Linked DNA regions of Drosophila melanogaster: region 2 is linked to region 1. A link is a contact called in public HiChIP or PLAC-seq data. All regions are on one chromosome and are shown on one strand. Each heading gives the region's core, a stretch centred on a gene start, on an enhancer-like site or on the middle of the called end of the contact. The rest is flanking DNA. Distances are from core to core; before and after follow the strand shown.

Region 1 (2,700 bases), core at 67-2,566:
AAGATTGTCTCGGATCAGCTACTAAAGATCGGCGATGTGATCATAGCCGCCGTGCCCTGCGAGTTCACCACAATGGCAGGACGTCGTCTGCGAAACCAGATTCGAGCAGCTGCCTCCGCCGTCGGAGGCATCGACACCGAGGTAATCATCGCCGGACTGACCAACATATACACCAGCTACACGGTGACCCCGGAGGAGTACCAGGCGCAGCGTTACGAGGCCGCCTCCACGATCTTCGGTCCCCATACCCACTCCATTTACATGGACGTCTTCGAACGCCTGACCAAGGCCATGATGCGTAATGAGACCGTGGATGCGGGTCCAAGTCCGCCGTACATGAATGATGTGATGCTATCGCTGAACACCGGGGTTCTCTTCGACGGACATCCCATAAACACCGACTTTGGCTACGTGAAGTCGCAGCCCAACAAGGAGTACGGCATCAACGAGACGGTGAAGGTCACCTACATATCCGGAAATCCGCGTAACAACCTCTTCACCGAGAAAACCTACTTCACCATTGAGCGAAAGATCAACGAGGATCGCTGGAAGGTGGCCTATACGGATGCCAGCTGGGAGACCAAGTAGGAAGCGCCAGCTTGAGGTTATAAATGTTGGTACTTAATAAAATCGTTACTTTTCAGAATGGTCTGGCACCGAACCAATACGATCCTGGGCTTCAGCGAAATGGACATCTACTGGGACATCAGTCCGCAGACTCTTCCCGGGGAATATCGCATTCGCCATTCCGGGGAGTACAAGTACATCCTGGGCGGAAAGTATCCCTACGAGGGACTCACGCATTCCTTCACCGTTAAGGAGGACTAGGATTAGATATCCGTGTGGAGTGATTTTATAAATATTCCTGGCCAGACAGTTGTAGGGCCCATCAAAAACAAAATCAACACTGAATCCATGTATTTATTTACCATTTGTAAGTGACGAAGGAAAAGCTTTATTTTTGCAAACGCGAATAAAAAAGATGCCAAATTATGTTGAAACTAAGGAGAAGTGTTTTTAATTTTGATCGAAATGGCTGTTCTAGTAGTCTTTTGACATTGCTTCACCTTTTTACCAATTACAATTCAAATTGCCCGCCACCATATACGATCCGCAAACAGCTGTTCGAATGAAATCCACAATGCTGTACAAGTTTCTCTCTTTCAACTCTTTTTCTCTTTTGTGGTATTAAATTGAACTTCGAAATTCGAAATTGGTGCTCTTCTCTTAAATTCGAAACAGAAACCAGAAATTCTCTCTCTTTCTGGATCTGGAAGTCGGTATTTATCTATATTCGAGGCGGCAGCAAAACAAAATCAGTTCCAGTCGGTATTTCTCGGCGCGCGCACGCGAATTAAACAGAAACACAAATTATATTTTTGTAGTCAAAACTGTGAAAAAGGGAATTTACTCCTCGGGGGACCAGAGAAAACAATCCTTAAATTCGAGTCTAAACGAAAATATCTAAAACAAACGTGATTTGTGTGCTTCCAGTTAGAGTGCATAAAATGTATCTATAAGATACGAAGTGCGGGTGGGCAATGCAATCGAGGTGTTCTCGTTGAATTGTAAACAAAGAAGGCGGCCAGTTTCATTGACATCCATTGAGATCCAGCAACAAGTTCGCATAAGAAACACAGGGTAAATTAAAGAAATTCCACAGATACATTTTCTAGAACTTCTGACGTGTTCCTCCTGCCGGCATCCGTCGTGCACTGATAACAATAATCGAGTCTTTTTACTTGAATGACGGGAATGTGGGCCATCTAAATTGAATATTCGATTTTGATTAGAGAGAAATGCTCTGCTGCGCTGTGACAAAAAAACTAAACTGATTTGAGTGTTCACATACTATTCTATATGCACTTGTTGTCACCACATGGCGATTCAATTGACCGCTTTTTGCCCCCACATATTCCCCATTTCCTACTGCTGATGCTCCTCCCTCCTCCTCCATCTCCGCTGGCGATAAGCCTCTAAATATCTGGACTCGAAAAAGTCTGTGCGGCATAGGCGTCAATGTGTATATGTACTTTTTACGTCCGTCTGGGTGTGTTTATATAATGATGATCAGGGGGCGAAAAGAAGGAAGTGCCGCAGTCACGTAGTCAATTGTAGGCATTTGTTTTGGTCTCGTTTCCCGTGCACTTCATCTTCCAATGCAAAGGGTATAAACACTGCGTTGCCAACTGTGCGAAAAAGGATGGCCTAGTTCAGCAAGGAATCAATAGATTTGAAACAAATTGTTTTCTTCCTTTAACTATACATTTCAGTAGCAAATTACATGAATAAGTAATATTAGGTAGTCAATCAGTGACTTAAAAATAACCAGTTTATTAAACTGTTTTCAAACCTGTTTGTAAAGAGGATACAATTACTTTAAAGGGTAATAAAGTTACTCTTTATATAACAGAATCCTTTTTTAAATGTATAACATATATAACATAATGTACCTGGTAAATGTCTATGATTAAAACCCAGTTGAAGTGACTCCTATTTAGCACGGACACAAACCTCATTTAGCCGCTCTTATTAGCGGGATATTTCTTGTCTAATTGGAAATACTTAACCAATTAGACTCTGGTTTGGATGATTAATGGCTAGGCGTGTATTTTTGAAAATACAATCGGATTCAATAGCTTCAATTAACTTACGAGCAAGGTGTGTTAATTTATGAAATTTATAATTTAGCCGCAATCT
Region 2 (2,700 bases), core at 69-2,568, 300 kb after region 1:
ATACTTTTAGTTTTCAAATCTATATGTTTCTTTGAGCAGCAAAATATAAAGTACAAAAAAAGCAACATCCCAAGGGGCCGCCAAAACTTGTTGATGGAGCCAAAGAATCAAGCCACTCGCATTCTGCTCTCTTCGTTAGAATTCTTCGGTTGTCCGGGATCTCTTGGATCTCTGTTCTTCTGTCATTTTGTAGACGTGTCCATTGATGGACATTCTCAAGAACTCGCCCATCAGCAAACGATGTCATTAATGTGTGGCAATCGCGGAACGATTTCGGTATTTCTTACTCGGAAATCGCAGCAGAGGAAATTTTGCAATCGCAAGTGCAAATGATTTTGTCCGTTAACGCAGCGATGTGGCCAGGAAAGGGTTAAGGGATTCCCTGGAAAAAAGAAATCCCCTTTATCTCGCACCGCCAAATTTACCCGAAAGAAAAACGATCGAAAGCTTTCTTGAGTGGGGAATTAATCATAGCGATATGCATACATATGTGTGTAATTCCCACACGGGGAATATTTTGTCATAAACTTGATTTACCGGAAAGACTTAAAAAATTATAATACAAGTATATAATTAAACTATCTTATTGCTGTTCAATTCTGGGAATTTCAGATAATTCCTATTTATTGTTGAGTATTAAACTGTTTATTAAAAATATTTCCTAATTATAACAATTAAATATGTAAATCACTTAAGCTCTACACTTTAATATTGATACCCAGCAGCACAGAGTATTAATAAAATAACACCGAAATAAATTTGACGGTTGGCGGAAAAGTTAATGGAAAGACTCATAAGTCGCTTTATCAATAAAAACGAAATTTTGTGCAAATGTTAATATAGTCAAATCCCGCATAACGGCCATATGTTTACGAGCAGCACGATGAACAAAAGAGGCCACCCTTACGTAGTGCTTACGTCACGGGATAACCGAGAGGAGCGGCACTAACAGCGCTTAACATTTACGATATGCGATAACAGAGAGCTGTTATGTTAAGAATGAAGCGCTCTCGCTTCTCTGGCACCACCACCAACACACCACCCATCAGAGCATTAGAGCACCAACCACACTACCCCCGCCCGAATCACCTCGTACATCGGAACGGTGAACCGTTACACCGTTATATTATGCTGGTGGTGGCACGGAGCACACACACAAACAGCGCCGCCCTCTCTCACTCGCTCTCCGTGGAAACGTAGAACCCCGCCGTATCGCCCTCGCCCGAAACTCACAGTTCGCATCCGACGGATTCGGTAGAGGACGTCGGTCTCTGTTTCGTTCTCGGATTTGGCTTGATGCTTCGAAACTTAGAACTCTGAATTCAGTTGCATCGTAGACGTCGCGACGGCAGCACACGCGTCGCTCACCCACAGAGAAAACTCTGAGCAGCACACAGTAGAATCACGCAGATATAGAACGCAGATCAGTGAAATCGCCCACAAAATAAAAACAAACGCGACACTCGCAGCGGCGCATCGCGAAGAAAAATCCCAGTGTTTCCCATGTTCGAAAGATAAAAAACCCAAGGCCCTTGCCCAAATGGCCGCCACAACACGTGTGTGCTCTATAAGAAAGAAATAACGCCGAGCCCAGAAGAACCCACTAGCCAACTAGCCAACTAGCCAAACAAACTATCCGCATCAAAGTAGAGCAAGTGTTGCAACAAGCATTCCAAATGTTGTCCTGTCTGGCGCCGTCGTCTTCACGTTTCGGCCAAGAGGATACCATCATTCAGCAGAGCATGCCCTCCACCTCCCCCTTCGCCATGCAGTGTAAGTGATCAGAACGCGGATCTGGAGCACAGATCTCGGGTGATTCATCCGCAAACCGCCTCCATTATCACCAATCAGCCGTGCCATAGAACTTTGTGTTCAAGTGATTCGCGCGCCAAGACTCGGTAGCTTCGATTTGAAGATCCCCACATGCAAGCTTAGCAGTTTCCCAGAAACCATCCGCCATCTTGGGTATATGTGTGGTCTCCACCTTCAGGGGATCATAAGAATGAGTAGCTATAGAAAAACAAACTCATAAACGGCGAGTAAGGATCGAGGCAGGTCTCGAATTACCATTACCTACTCCTACGCAGAGAACGGGCTCCGGTTCTCAAAAAGGAGAGAGCGAGCCCGAAACCGAAAAAGTTTGCCCGATCAGCACACTGAGAGAAAACTGGGTCACTTTGTGCAACTTCTATACGCTTTGAGAACTTAAAGAACTTATTGTTGTTCAACTATAATCATTCGCTGGTTTTCAGCTACGAAAGTCCTTTTCCATGAGCTAAAACTACAATATAGTTAAAATTAGTACGGTTTAACATGGCAGATCATTCGATTTCTTATATCTATTGGTCATATCACGCTCTTCACACATGAAAGTCGGCCAGTCGATCTTGAATAATGGCATTATTCCCTGCATTGCATAGCATAGCCACCTCTCTGTTCCTCCCAGTGGCCGACCAATTGCAGCCACATCTCAATTTGATTTGTTGGCACCGCCGAAACAGCACCGCCGCCTTGCCAGTAATCTCCACCCACCGAGAACCAGGTAGAGCTACCCCTGACCAGGAAAACCGCATGCGCAGGCTGAAACAGCAGACGACAGGTAGCTAACTTGGCCAACACCATTACCGCGATGCCGCACCTCCATTTAAGAACCTGTTTTATGGCCATATTGCTGGTCGCTTGCCACTCTGTTTATCGAGT

What was found. HiChIP or PLAC-seq counts read pairs in DNA pulled down with a chosen protein or histone mark.
Region 2: an H3K27ac HiChIP or PLAC-seq map of the Kc167 cell line shows a contact between it and region 1, with 7 times the contacts expected there. The contact joins the promoter of zfh1 here to the promoter of PH4alphaEFB in region 1. A contact is called at or near these places in 5 of 107 Hi-C or Micro-C datasets (the Kc167 cell line, the ML-DmBG3-c2 cell line, the S2 cell line and 1 more) and 2 of 6 datasets of contacts at active chromatin or transcription factors (both in the Kc167 cell line).

Annotation. Positions count from the first base shown.
Region 1 is chr3R:30,464,734-30,467,433 of dm6, forward strand. PH4alphaEFB (prolyl-4-hydroxylase-alpha EFB) reads left to right here and starts at 1,317. Exons shown (of 9, transcript NM_170492.2): 1 at 1,317-1,641. CDase (Ceramidase) reads left to right here. Exons shown (of 6, transcript NM_001276180.1): 5 at 1-584; 6 at 645-1,003. The coding sequence ends at 828.
Region 2 is chr3R:30,764,608-30,767,307 of dm6, forward strand. It overlaps zfh1 (Zn finger homeodomain 1), which reads left to right and starts at 1,319. Exons shown (of 5, transcript NM_170522.4): 1 at 1,319-1,773. The coding sequence starts at 1,677.